Linked DNA regions of Mus musculus: regions 2 and 3 are each linked to region 1. The links are chromatin contacts, called in public HiCAR-type and promoter capture Hi-C maps. All regions are on one chromosome and are shown on one strand. Each heading gives the region's core, a stretch centred on a gene start, on an enhancer-like site or on the middle of the called end of the contact. The rest is flanking DNA. Distances are from core to core; before and after follow the strand shown. Region 1 holds the start of Negr1 (neuronal growth regulator 1). Region 2 holds the start of AI606473 (expressed sequence AI606473). Region 3 holds the start of Acadm (acyl-Coenzyme A dehydrogenase, medium chain).

Region 1 (4,450 bases), core at 327-2,826:
CTTTCACCGACAAACACTCTGTTCATGCTCAGCTCAGTGAAAATAGGGGAAGACAAGAGGCAAAACTACAGACAGAAGAGAAAGGGAAGTGTGTGTTGGGGGTTGGGGGGTGCACGTGTGGAGTGAGTGTGGAGTGTGCATCCTTTAAACACTGGGGGGGGGGGTTCTGAGTGTGAATCATTTCTCACAGGAGGGAAGTGCCAGTGTATGAGAGGATGGGAGAGCTGAGAGGGAGTGTGCTCATAAAATCGAGATTTATGGGATCTGAATATGGTACTGGACCTTGAGTGTGGGTGTGACAGAAAAGTGCATGGGAGGCAAAGCTGGAGACAGATGATGGTCTGGGAGGGGAAGACAAGGGCTATGGTGAGGACCGGAAATTAGTGGAAAGGGAAATCTGGAAAAACAGGGAGAATAAGGAATGACAGGAACTAAGGTGTGAGGGAAACACTGGGAACACTATAGCATAGGAGTAAACCAGAGACTGGAGGCAATAGGGGTGACTGAAGAGGGAGTTGGAGAAATGGGATAGGGGACAGAGGAAGAGGGAAACACAGAAGGAAAGCAGCTACAGGAGGGGGAAAAAAGCTGAATGGAATATTTGGATCTTACTGTTCAAGTGAGAGGGAAAATAAATGGAGCACAGAGCCAGCAGTTGAGAAAAGTCGCTTACGGAGTGAAGCAGAAACAAGCCCTGTAAACTTGTCAGACTCCTGGAGTACCGCTGGCAGCAGAGCGGAGACCTGGCTCCAAAGTGGCACCTGCCCCTCCTTCAAGCCCCACACTTCCTAAGCCCGGGCTGCTTGGAAAGCGCTTTTCCCTCTCTCCCTAATCCAGCCAGACCCCTGCCCCGGGGTCCGAGAAGCCCAGGAAGGGTCATGCGTGGCTAGCCTGAGGTGTGGTGTTTTTGCTCGTGAGCAACAGCAGGATTCACTCTGGGTGTAAAGCAAGGTGCAGAGAGGGAAAGGGACGGAAAGACAGACTGAGGCAAGTGTAGAGAGGGCGCGCGGTCCCTACCTGAGCACCGCTGTGTCACCTTTCCTCACCAGCATGTTGTCCACGGCCGCCCAAGGGAAGTCCACGCTCTGCCCGGCCGGGAGGCAAGAGCACAGGCTCAGAAGCACCGCCGCCAGCCACTGGTTCGAGCAACAAGCGCCCTGCGCCAGGAGCACCATGTCCGTGCCTGCCAGGCTGCTCGCTCTCCGGCAGCGTCGGCTCCCACCCCCTGCTGCTGGCGAGGCTGCCCGATAACCAGGCGGCGCGCCACACGAGATTTTTTTTCCTCTTTTCCTTTTTCTGAGTGGGTGGGTGGGTTTCTTCTCTTTCTCGCCCCCTCCCTAGTTGTCGGGCGTAGTTTCCCTCTTTCCCCGGCCTCGCCTCCTTTCTGCTCCTCTGCAGCTTGCCTTCCCTCCCTCCCCTCCCGCCCCCTGGCACCGCGCTCCACCTCCTTCGGGGCGCCCGGCCGCGTCCGGAGCGTGGCTAATCCCTGGCGGCCGCACACCGTCCTGCGAGGCTGCGAGCAGAGCGCGGGAGGCGGCGCAGGCAGCGCGGGGCGCAGCAGCGGCCGGCGGCCCCCGGGCTCGCGCGCGTTGCCAAGCGGCCGTTTCCGTAGCAACCCCGCCCAGGGATGGAGGACCAGGCAGGGAGGGGGGCCGGAGAAGCGAAAGAGATAGATCAAAAAGAGGAAAGAAGAGGGACTGGGAAGCTAGGGCGACTGAGGATACGCCGAGGTCTAGTCCGGCTTGGCAGCGCGAACTAGAGAGCTTTGCGAGCCGCGGGGCTGGGAAGTCAGGGCATAAGGGCCAGGCCTGCCCTCTGGTGCTTTCGGCTCCTCGGGCCCCCGACTTTAAAGTGCTCAAGTTGGGGTCGGCGCCATCATGACGCCTGAGACTGAGTGAGTTGGCTTTTTTTGTTGTTGTCTTGTATTTTTTTTTTAATCCTGACTAGCTAATAGCGCTGTTAATAAACTGCCAGTTAGCTCTCTCTTCTCTCTCTTCCTCTCCTCTCCTCTCCTCTCCTCTCCTCTCCCCTCCCCTCCCCTCCCCTCCCCTCCCCTCCCCTCCCCTCCCCTCTCCTCTCCTCTCCTCTCCTCTCCTCTCCTCTCCTCTCCTCTCCTCTCCTCTCTTCTCTCCCCTTCCTGTTTCCTTCCCTCCGTTCCTTATTTTTCCTTTAGTGGGGGTATTTCTTTTCACCCTCTCTTGGAGATAAGCAGGGATTGTGGCGGCGCTGCTGCTTTACGGGGACAGTATAGTGATTCGGGCATGCCGACCGAAAGCTAGTGCGTGTGTGAGTCCGCCTGTGCGTACTGGAGAACGCCTGCCCTTCTCTGTGCGTCTTGATACTAACTTGCGCATGAGTGTGTGTGCGCGTGTGGTGTCAGCACAGAGTGTCCACTTGTGAGAGGGAGATGGAGTGTGCAGGGCGCGTGCTGGGCCCGGGAGCGCGCGACACGCAGGCGCAACGGGAGGGATGGGCGGGCCTTACTGGGATGCAGAGTTGGAGGAGGCTGCAATCAGTGTTTTAATTGTGTGGAGCTAGGCGGTCCTGTTATGTAAGAGGCAGTTTAACCCATTTGAGCCTACTGGGCGGAAGGCTTGCGCATTCGGTTGAAGCCAAGGCATTCCTCGGCTTTAAAGAGTCCCAGTTGTATTTTTTTTTTTCACCGCCTCCCAGTTGGGGTGGACCTGCATCCTTTGAGCAGTAACCTCAACCCCTCAAGGGGCAAGCAGTGTCCCGCGGATCTGCTAGCCTACGCCCAGGTCAGGGCAAAACAGGGTACAAGGCACGGGGGTCACCCCATAGTCCACTCTTCCCCCCCCCCCACCCCCTTTCTGGCACTCATTTTCAACCCTAAGATCCTAGAGGTCTTCCAGGCGATTTGCAAATCAATGAGAGAATCTGAATCCAGAACAGCGATTCCAGTGCCCATGAGGAGTTTGGGAAGCTGGTGGTTAGAAATAACTTACCCTCACCACTTGGTTTCCCCCACCTTCCGCCTGTAGCGGTATTTACAAAACACATTCGTCTTTCACTGGTGCTCATTTGAACTCCTTTATTTATTTATTTATTTATTTATTTATTTATTTATTTTATTCTTTTATTTTTTTCTGAACGCCAGCAGGGCCCCGCGGCAGAGCGCACTGAAGCAAGGATCTCTGCAGGGGTCAGCATCCGGCTTCCTCCCCAGACTGAGCTCTTGATGAGGCAGGCAGGAGTCATAGATGTTGGTGGTACCCAAGGTGGCTTTTTATTTTTTATTTTTATTTATCACGTTGTCTAAGGATAGATGGGGTAGGGCCAGCAATTCACATCACCCGGGACCACCCAGACTGACTATCCAGGAGCCTCTAAGCAACATCACCACCCTGCAGAAGATTCCCTGCGAGGCTCAGCAATTAACGGAGAGGTTTGCAGCAGGAGCTACTGATGTGATTAGTATTCAGGCTTAATTCTCAGAACCCGCTCGGGAATTGAAAGTGCGGTAGTATTCAGCCGCATTTCGAAACATCAATAAAATGTTAGTCATTTGCGGATGAATGAAAACATTTTTCTTTACCGTCTGCTGTGCTAGGGAAATTATTGTCAAATGGCAGCCTCCCACTAATATTGATGCCAGATACCTAAAGCTCTCCTCTTGTGTACTTCATTTAACATTCTTGGCAGTGCACTCTGGATAAAGCTTAAAATTATCTAGGACAAACGAGGTATTAGAAGGCTTGACTTCCCACTACGTGGCCAACTAGTTCCATGCGGTATTATTTCGCTATCGATAAACTAGACGCCAATGAAAAGAGGCAGAAGCCTCAGTTTCTGGCATTGAGCCAAAGTTTAAGGATATTGTATGCAGGGATGGAAGAGCCAGCGCCTTCAGAGTACAAGCCACTGAAAGACATCCTTTCCTAACTGCTTTCCCCAGAGACTAACTAACATCTTCAGCAGTGGTAGTGGGGGGTGTTGGATAGGATGGGGGGATTCTGTGGCCAGGGAGTGAGCTCTACAGCAATTTTAATATGTACAACAACCCTTCAGGCTCCTAGACCGAAACTGGAGCCACTTCTATTTAAAGGCAATGAGTTTCCTTTCCTCTTTCTGGTTTCTATCTGGGCTTCTAGTCGATGATCAGAAAATACTTAACTCTTACAGAACCAATGTAAGCAAAAGAGAAGCCAAGGTGATAAATGTTGCGATCTTAGAGTTTATTTGTAAGTATGTCACAATTAAGGAATGCATGTCAGGCAGTTGCTCTAGCCCAGTGCTTTTATGCTGCCCTCTGATTAAACAGGGAAATGGGAAATAAGTTTATCCTCATGTTATTGCAGGCTTACCATTTGACCCTTCTGAGGGTTCACATCTGAGGGTATTTTTCAGGTTTCCTAGCATTTGCTTCTGAGGCCTCTGAATTCTTCCCAGTAGAGATATAAACTCTGGAATTCTTTGCTCCTGTTGAGGA
Region 2 (4,611 bases), core at 1,477-3,976, 2.2 Mb after region 1:
GGAGCTCAGACGCGCAGAGTTCAATAGTTAAATTGGCGGGGACTTTCACTACTTCAAGTAATAATTTTCTAATTCGGATCTATTGCTTTTAAATATCGAACTCCAGAGAACTCTGTCAATGCAGCCTTTTTCTGCCCCATTGATGCTTGATGTTCATAAACGGCTCCTGCCTTGCGAGCCGGGTATGAAAATACCAGTTTTATGCCTTTGATAGGAATCGCCAAGGAGGAGAAGACGGGTTATTAGAAGACCGCAGATTTCTCAGCAGCTCGCCGTCCAATTAGGGAGCTCTTCGCCAAGGTGGAAGCTCTGAGTGTCAGGTAGATTCTCTTTCTCGGGTCCTAGACGAAGGCCTGGCTCGACGGGCTCCAGACCCTTTCCTGCACCCCACCCCAAGGTTTTAGCAGGGCACACTTAGTGCCTCCGAACTTGCAAGCGAGCCGCACAGCCCCGGAACAGACATAGTTTTCTTTCCTACCCCATTCAATCCTTTGAGAGAGCCAGGAAATCCAGGGTGTTGGCCGACCTCCTAGTGGGCCTTCCTCTCTGGTTTTCATTTGATGAACAGTGGCTTCTAGAAATTTCAGTCCAATAGGAAGGCACCAACAAGGCACGGCCGATTTATTTTCCCACCTACAGACAAGCAAGATAATATATATATACATTTTTACTGTGTTTCGTTCAAAATTGATCTCAATTGGCGTGCGGGGGCTAAAACTCTCATTCTGATTTTTTTTTTTTTTTTTAAGAAAAGTGCTTTGTAAATTTTACCTCAAACACTTAAATGTGGAAAGAACAGAAGGCGAACTTTTTCTCTGTCTGATCCGAGGAGCAGTGAGTTCTAGTTTGCCTGCGGGCATGGAGAAGCTAAACATTTTTTAAGCAAGTGGTATATGCAGGGTCAGAAGGTCATTAGGCCCAAGACCCCACAACTCAGCCTTGACTTTCCTAGTAAAAACTTTCACTTTCTGCTCCGCCCATCTCCAGCCCAAACCCTAAGCCAAAGCCTCGGTCGGTCGCCAGGACAGGGAACGCACTTACCACGGGGTAGCCCCTGGAGCGCGCTGGACACAGGCAATTATGCTGCTGGTGAGTTCGCAGTCCCGCCGGGCGCCGGGAGCAGGGCGGACGCCAGACCAGCCCTTTAGACTCCAGTCTGACGTCCTCCTTCTCTAAGCCCGGAAGCCTCTAAAAAAGAATCATTTCCTCCACTTATGCAGAGATAGGAGCTCTCAGATCAAGATTAGTATGTTGAAAACCTGATTGAGAGCAGCCTGATTAGGCGAGGGTGGGTGGAAAGGCGGCGTACACGACGGCGCCCCCTCCCTATGTCCCCCAAAAGCTCTAGCGCGCTGGGCTCTCCAGATGACCGGCACAGACCATTCTCGCTAGCAGGCAAAGGGAACTTCAGAGTTACGTTGCAATACTTAGCACAAAAGACTGTAAGTAATTCTCCAAGCTAGACTCTAGTTTTAGTTCCTCATCCAGGGAGTCGGTCCAACGCCCGACCTGCTGGAGCCAGCATTCCGCACCAGTCTCTCTCTCTCTCTCTCTCTCTCTCTCTCTCTCTCTCTCTCTCTCTCTCTCTCTCTCTCATCTCTGATCAGAATCGTATGGAAAATACTTTATTATGTGGATTCCCTCACCCACTCCTGATTTTCGCTTTTGACGAAAATCAGCAGCAGAAGCCACAGAAGCAGCAGCAGCAACAACAACCACTATTTAGCTTTTCGGGCAGTCGGTCCAAACCTCCACCGTTCTATGCTTTACCAGAATACAGTCGATTCTTAAATCTCAGGTCCCTCATACTCCACGCTAAATTTAATGGAGATCTCCTGATGGGCATCGGCCAGAGGGTGCTAATATGAAAGTGTATGTAATGGCTGAAAAGGAGAGCCGAGATGGCGTATGTTCAAACGTCCTCTGTGTTTAAGGAGGAAAGGGGCAATCAAAGAAAACCTTTAATCCCTGCCCACCCCAATGCTCATTTTGTCCAGAGAAAGTGTGGTCAGCATTAGTTGCTGCTGGCCCCTCCACTACCCCTGATGGCTGGTCTGGGTTCTTCTTCTCCCGCTAAAATAAGACAAGGGAGTAAGATTGCTCTTCCTTGTGTTTCACTACATATATTTCTGTCTAACTAAGGTAACAAAAGCATGGTTTTGTTATAAGGCTTGAGAAACTGACTCCAGGATGTTCTTATATCACTTAAATTCCAAACGTTTCTCTTTTGCTTATCTAAAGGGACAAATAAATAAAAGTAATTAAAAAATAACTTCTTACAAAATTTTTCTTCTATAAACAAAGTGAGACCTCATAAACAAACAAACAAAAAACCTCACACTTTCCAATTCAGATAAAAATTATCTCTACCCTACTCACATTCAAACGTTCACACTTAAGCACGGGAATGTGGAGTGCGCAGCAGTCTATCTATGGCATACCGTTTGTCTAGAATTAAAGAAAATAAAAAAATCGTAACATACTTTCGTTTTTCTTGTATCCTTGATTTCAAATCTAGTCGCGAATCAAATCTAGTCCTTCGTTTGTCCCTTCATTATCTTAACGGGAAAACCTTTCGAAAATGTAGAGAGAACCATTGGTGCGCATTTAGGGAGACCTAAGACTTGGGAATCCAGAAGACCTCCGCTTTCCCTCCGTGAGCCGCTGAAAGAGCTGTAACCCGAATCTTTGTTTAGGTTTTGGCTGGGGAGCGAGAATTTAAAGACAACTCAGAGGCAGAAAGCTTATTCTTAAAAAGAAAAAAAAAAGGCAAGTTAACGGACATCCGCAATTCCCCCCCACCTTTAACACTGAACTCAGAGTAAGTTGTCTGGTGCAGATAAAGATCTTAACATGTAGAGAAGGCGGGTTTTTCATAAGGAGGTGAGGCTGTCCCTTCAGGAAAAGACTTTTCCCCCACACCCCCTCCTCTCTGCGAGGTTCCACCCTCTGGAAAACACAACTTTCCCTCTTTTCCTGGAGGGACAGGCCTTAGTGTGGCTGAGAGAGGAAGAACAGTGGGTCAGAGAGTGGTTACGGTCACTGTGGCCTTTTTGGAACAAGACACACTGGTGGCATCGCTGTTCTGCCTGTTAGCTTTCCTTGGCCTTTGGGGGCGGAGGAGGGGACACTGCGGACACCCACAGCCTCTGACCCTCTGGAGCTGGTATGTGACGAGCAGCGCCTGCGGGGCCATGTATTGGAAGAGCGATCAGATGTTTGTGTGTAAGCTGGAGGGAAAGGAAGTGCCGGAGCTGGCGGTTCCCCGCGAGAAGGTAAGCGAGCCTACACCGGGCGGGATCTGTTGAATAGGAGTTTCCTTGAGAGAAGAGAGTTGTCCGGCCCCTAAACCAGGCTGGGAAACTACCTGTCACTGCCTCGTCTCCAGACCTGACAATTTTTTTTATTACGTAGTAGCGTTAGGTAGTAATCACTCCGTCCCCTCCCCACGGGCTCACTTAACCTAAGGCATGGACACTCTAATTTGGGAGACGAAACCTGGAGCCTAAGACGCTCACGGGGCAACGTGAGTCCTGCTTGTATTCTACGTGACGGGCTGTTCGCGGCAGTCTGGGGCAGGGGCCGGGGGTCTAGGTGTTTGTCTCAGGGCACCAGATACCAATGGCTGCGCTCTGCTGAACGCTGGCTCTTGCCACGGATAAGGTGAATGTGGGGCTTGAGACCCGGCGGCGACAGACCTGGGGACTTGAGTCTTCCAGGGCCCGCCCGCTCTTAGAAAGGGACAAAAGAACGATTTCGTTGGAAATACCAAAAGGGCAAATTTCGCAGTACGAGGCGAGCCTAACGGGGAGACCTGGCAAGCTGTCACCTACTCCGGAGGCAAGACCCGTGGGTGCTCGCATTTTATGGTGGAACTCGGTTCCTAAACTGTTGGAGAGCAGGGCCGGGGTGGGGGTATCGGCTGGACATGGGCAGAGTAGTGCTGGCTTCGTGTTTGTCTGACGGTTGCGGGTAGCGTTTCTGTCTGGATGCTTTCTGTCCACGAAGACGCGCCCGGGAGCAGCTGCGCCGGGGCTACCCAGGCGTGCGGCCGCTGGCTCACCTGGAGCTTTCGGAAGACAGAGGAAAAGGAGACAAAGGGACGCAAAAGCGAGGGGTGTGGGCTGCTGGAATCCGCGGACCCACTCGCCCTAAACTAGACTTCTCAGAGAGATTGCATTCGTTTATAGAACAAAACTGAAAGTGCAGCCAGGGATTGGGGACACTTGAGCGACGCGTCCGCGTGCTCTAAAATATTCTGACCCGCATTGGGTGAGTTTTTTTTTTTTTTTAATGGAACAAATTAAATTCAGCTGGATATTTCCATTATTCGGCCCGCTTTTGCACTGGTTAAAACTAATCCTTTAGTAGCTAAAATGTTGACTTACTGAGCACTAAGTGGCAATTCACACCTTAAAGAAACCAGTGTAAATCGCTTACGGTTCTAATTGCTTCAAGTTTACCAAAGAGCTGCTGGCTCCGTTTAATCTGAAGCATTTTCATTCAAATTGTCGGAACAAACACCAGGCTTCTTAAATCCCACTGTAATTAGCTTTCAAGTATCCGATTAAACCTCTTCACCTTTTGGGCTATCCTATTCAAAAAGCCCCC
Region 3 (4,909 bases), core at 1,697-4,196, 2.6 Mb after region 1:
GACTCACTATGACTCAAAAGAGGAGGATGGGACAGAAGAGCTACAGTAGATTAAACCAACCAGCCCTGTAAGAAGTGGCCTCTGGCCACTTTCCCAATTGGAGTTGGGTACTAGGTAAAAGTTTAGGAGTGCCCAACCTTTGAGCTAGTTGTGGCAAGTCAAAAATCAACGTGTGTGTGTGTGTGTGTGTGTGTGTGTGTGTGTGTGTGTGTGTCTTTCATTCGATAATCCAAAGATCCTGTGAAATCCGCCAGGAGCCAAAGTGGTGTAGCTAAACTCACTGCTACAACCAACCATCATCAGGAGACAAAGCTGACATTAAAGACTTGCTCATGTGAAGTAATATGAATGTACAGCAGGGGCCATTGTTCAGGACAACTGGCTTGGCCTCTTAAAGAAAACAAGAGGGGGGCTGAGGAGACAGCTTAGTGGTTAAGAGCAGAGGACCTAAGTTTGGTTCCCAGTACACACAGCCAGCAGCTGGCAATCACCTATATCCAGTTCCAGGGAATCCGTTATCATCGTTTGGCCTCAATGTGCACAGAGACATACAAATATACATATTTTTTAAAAAGATGCTATTGTTGGCTAAAGATTGATTAAATTTTAAAATAGAAGAAGTTAAAACCAATTTGAAGTAGGAAAACATTCATAGAATTCTGGTTTGAAAACAAATTACATGTAAAAGTCACTGGAGAAATGCACATATTGACTATGTCTGGATATTAAATGATGATAGAGATTAACTGTCCAGACAGATGTGACAACAGAACTCACATGACAATGTGTTATATAAATATTTAGAGTTGGAGCGTGTTATGTTCAAATTAGTTCTGAGACTAATCAAATTCTTAGAAATTGCTCTTACCCAAAAGCTCCAACTCTGTGCTGGAGAGATGGCTCAGCGGTTAAGAGCACTGACTGCTCTTCCGAAGGTCCTGAGTTCAAATCCCAGCAACCATATGGTGGCTCACAACCATCTGTAATGAGATCTGATGCCCTCTTCTGGGGTGTCTGAAGACACCTACAGAGTATTTACATGTAATAAATAAATAAATTTTGCCGGGCGGTGGTGGCACACGCCTTTAATTCCAGCACTTGGGAGGCAGAGGCAGGCAGATTTCTGAGTTCGAGGCCAGCCTGGTCTACAAAGTGAGTTCCAGGACAGCCCGGGCTATACAGAGAAACCCTGTCTCAAAAAAAACAACAACAACACTCCCCCCCACCCCAAAAAAAAGCTCCAACTCTTCACTTGGGCTCAAAGATTGCTGAGAAGGATAAAAGTCTGCTACCTTCATTTGCATCTGTTCTCTTAACTTTGGGTCCAACTCCTTAATGCTATACAGTCAGTCAAATATTGTAAGATCGCTAACCCTTGTTATTCCTGTTTGAGAGTGAATGTGAGGTGAAGCAAACACACTGTACCAGAGACAGAGAGACACGCTCTCAAAGCATCTCTCCAGGCTACCCCAAAGTCTCTGTTCCAATGAAGTAGCAATATCAAGATGCTTAATGGAAACAGAGCAAAGAAGGTCATATTTACATCAAAGTACTTTTCAAATACTTTAGTAGAAATGTTACAGAAAAAAAAAAAAAGCCATAGGCTTCCAATGCTATCTGACAACATTTGCCATCTGGTTGGTGGGAGGTAGGTGTGTGCCTGAATATTCTAAAGAATGTACCTAATGGTCACAAAGCTGTTAGCTTACACATAAAGGAAGGCAATAAATGGCTGCCAAGGAGGCTAAAAATGGCACAGATAATGTTGTTTGTGGACCTGGAACATTCCACAATCAGAGGTTTAAACAGCTCATCAGACTAGCAGGCCATTCAAAGGAAGATACCTTTTTCTGGAATGTTCCCTTACAACCATTAGAAACTATGTTTCAGGAAAGATTGTTGATGTTGAAAGATTAATCTTATAGATCTGAGCATTTATCTCACAATGGAATCCACATACCTTTTCTAGGCTTTGGTGTGCCTGACAATGCTACAGGTAAGACAGAGAGAAGATGAGAATTTTTCATTGTTCATTAGTCTCAAAAATAAGCTCCTGTCTCCCAGTTCCTTGAAGCAGAGAGCAAGAGGACTATTGACAGCTTAATCTTTGGCAACTAAGGTACCCAACACTAAGAAGTTTTATAATCTCTCATCTTTATAACACCACAGCTACCATCTCAGACACAAGGTCTAACTGGAAGACAATGGGAATTTAAGCAAAGTTTACAAACTCATGAGCAAAATTTCACTCCCAATGTTCACTGTCTGGGGAGCTTTTGGATAGGCTCAGCTTGGGTTCCCAAGGATGCTTCCCACATCTATATAAGTGGATAATAAGTAGCCTTGAAAACGTTCAGAAAAATAGATGAAATAAACACTATTGTGCTTTGGTTTGTTTAGGTTTTGCTACTTGGCTCTCGCTGGCCTCAAACTCGCAGTGATCTTCCTTCTCAGTCTCCTGGCACTGAGATGTCTTAGTCGCCCTGGCTACACATGCAGCTAATTTCCTATTTAAATTTTAAGGAGTACAGACTACCTATCGATCTAGCCCAGAATTTGTTGTTCCAGTGAATACCGGAGCCATAAAGAATCTGACTCTCCAAGTAAAGGTCACAGCTGACTGCTAGAAACGTCTGGCTGCGCCCTCTGGCCTAGATTCGGGTCCAGCTCTCCCGGGCAGCCCTCTGGAAAGAACGTGACCTTCGGGCTCCGGTGACACTGGGCACACAGTCTTCTTCTCCGGGCCAAGCACAGAAGTTTAGGCTCGGGCAAGGTCGGGAGCAGGACGCATGCGCAGAGGGCCTTCAGGCCACTCCCTCTTCTGGCCCAGGTCCGGACCCGAGACCCTCCCTCATCTAGCCCCGCCTCCCAGGCCACACCCCTTGAGCCTGCAAAGACCACGCCCAAGGTCTTCTGCTTGGACCCGTCATCCCTCTGTCTCTCAGCCGAAGTCAGTCTGAGAGCTCAGACCTCATCTGTGTGTAAAGGGACTCCCTAGGCCACGCCCCCGAGGTCTGCAGACTTTGACCCGCACGCCTCCGCACCCCTAGAGTCTAAGGCCCGCCCCTCTCCTCCCTCCAAGCCACGCCTCCTGGGGGCGGGACCCCCGTCCGTTTTGCTTGCTGCACGGAGGTGGTCGGAGGCAGCAGATCGAGGAGCCATCATGGCAGCGGCGTTCCGCAGAGGCTGCAGGGTGAGCGGGTGACCGGGTGGTATCGGGAGGGTCGGCCCTACGCGGCCTGGGGGAAAGCGGGAGCCTGCGGGCGTCCCCCCGCGCTGCCTGCCGCCCTCCCTCACTGATCTCCGGGCTCTGACCCCTGCAGGCGTGGCCCTGCGGACCTGCTTCATTCTGGGTCAATGGGCTCAGCCACTTCTCTCCAGTCACCCACGCTTCTTGAAGGGAACCCGGTGTCAGAACCCTGCTGTGGCAGAGGCGATCACTTCCAAAAAACTTTGACTGTAGTCCCACCCCAGGAAGGCATCAGTGTGTGGTTCTGTAGCCACGGGCGTGAACAAGTGTTAGGATCCAAACAGGTTGATCCTGGGTGTGCACAGAACACAGGCACAACACGAAGGAAAGGGAAGTGGGCCGCTCCGCTCGCACCAACAGGGTTAGGACGCCTGTGGTTTTGTGATGTACAGGCACCCTTCCAAAAAACAAAAGGGAGACAAGCCTACCGAAGAATTTTCATGAAGCTTGCTTTCTAAATGTTGTACCCTGCAGAGTTTTGTCTCCTAAGCTGTTTTAACCACTAGTTTGTTATATTAGCGATGTGTTCGTACAAACCTCCATTTATACCACCTAAAACTGGACTGAAGTTGCCTCTGGCACCGAAAGCTGTAGTTTTAGAATTTACAACACCATTACTATACAACTCAACAGGTTCTGAAAGCAGAAATTGAAGGGTTTTAAAGTTATTTTTTATTCTGACAACAGAACTACAGGTTTCTTGGTGCCTCCAAGGACAAGAGAGGGAAAGTCTAACACCATAACAAAACAGAAAATGCATTCCTTTATCCTATTTTTCACACCGGGATAAAACCAAGAGTCAAATTTCTAAGTAATTCGTTACTTAGTTATGCTGTAGTTGCGGGCTTGAAGACTAAAGTTAGTAGTGTTCCCATATTGGAATTCCTTGGTTTTGGCAGAGAGCCAGGAATAATAAACGCAATTCTCTTCTGACTTTAGAGTTTCAGAGTGTCGTCGTTCTTTATATTGGGTCTCATTTTGTAGTCCAGGGTGGTGCGGCGCTCACAGCTTCACCTCTGCCTTCAAGCCTGGCTGTCTTATTTTAATAATCTCCAGTTATCTCCTAGGATTAGTGAGCCTGATTTTCAGGTGTAAATACAAATTGTGTGTTTGGAACTGTTCCCAGACGGGTGTTTGCAAAACTTAAACTCTATGTTGTAATGCTAAGTTTTTAACCCTGTTCTTTTTTTTATTGTTTCTAAGCTGTCTACACACAGACACGTGCACACTCACATACACAGACAGGTGTGTTCACACACACAGACACACACAGACCTGCACATCCTCTCTGCACAAGCAATGAGCAGGCTCGTGCGTGCATTAAGCTACTCTAATTGAATGACTAATGTCAGTATATAAGGAGCCCAGTAATGGGCCCGCCACTTAAGTTGTATAAAATGCAGCTGACCAGTTTTGTAGAGTGGTGGTCTTCATTTAATCTCGGAAGTAGAGGCAGAAGAATTGAGATCCCAAGGCTAGCCTGGATTCCACGGTGGGCTTGGGGGCTATCCTAAACTACTTCAAAAGAACTTGTCCTAACAGGAACACAAACCAAATTATTAGGGCCTGGTGTGGTGGGTCAAGCCTTTAACCCTGCATTTATGAAGGTAGAGTTAGGGAGCTCTCTGGGAGTTCAAGGCCAGCCTTGTGTACAAAGTA

Evidence for each region. Promoter capture Hi-C pulls out the DNA fragments that hold promoters and counts their contacts. HiCAR-type assays count read pairs that join an accessible place to other places.
Region 2: a contact with region 1 is called in a promoter capture Hi-C map of embryonic stem cells. The contact joins the promoter of AI606473 here to the promoter of Negr1 in region 1. A contact is called at or near these places in 3 of 39 promoter capture datasets (embryonic stem cells, liver and pre-B cells), 6 of 484 Hi-C or Micro-C datasets (all in embryonic stem cells), 3 of 115 datasets of contacts at active chromatin or transcription factors (astrocytes and embryonic stem cells) and 1 of 9 other capture datasets (embryonic stem cells).
Region 3: a contact with region 1 is called in a HiCAR-type map of astrocytes, with 4 times the contacts expected there. The contact joins the promoter of Acadm here to the promoter of Negr1 in region 1. A contact is called at or near these places in 1 of 39 promoter capture datasets (hippocampal neurons) and 1 of 115 datasets of contacts at active chromatin or transcription factors (astrocytes).

What each region holds. Positions count from the first base shown.
Region 1 is chr3:156,558,920-156,563,369 of GRCm38.p6, reverse strand. It overlaps Negr1 (neuronal growth regulator 1), which reads right to left and starts at 1,576. Exons shown (of 7, transcript NM_001039094.3): 1 at 1,018-1,576. The coding sequence starts at 1,175. It overlaps 4930570G19Rik (RIKEN cDNA 4930570G19 gene), which reads left to right and starts at 1,683. Exons shown (of 4, transcript NR_040399.1): 1 at 1,683-1,894.
Region 2 is chr3:154,328,936-154,333,546 of GRCm38.p6, reverse strand. AI606473 (expressed sequence AI606473) reads right to left here and starts at 2,726. Exons shown (of 3, transcript NR_040387.1): 1 at 2,484-2,726; 2 at 1,042-1,188; 3 at 1-633. Lhx8 (LIM homeobox protein 8) reads left to right here and starts at 2,987. Exons shown (of 9, transcript NM_010713.2): 1 at 2,987-3,275. The coding sequence starts at 3,195.
Region 3 is chr3:153,942,680-153,947,588 of GRCm38.p6, reverse strand. It overlaps Acadm (acyl-Coenzyme A dehydrogenase, medium chain), which reads left to right and starts at 2,946. Exons shown (of 12, transcript NM_007382.5): 1 at 2,946-3,193. The coding sequence starts at 3,164.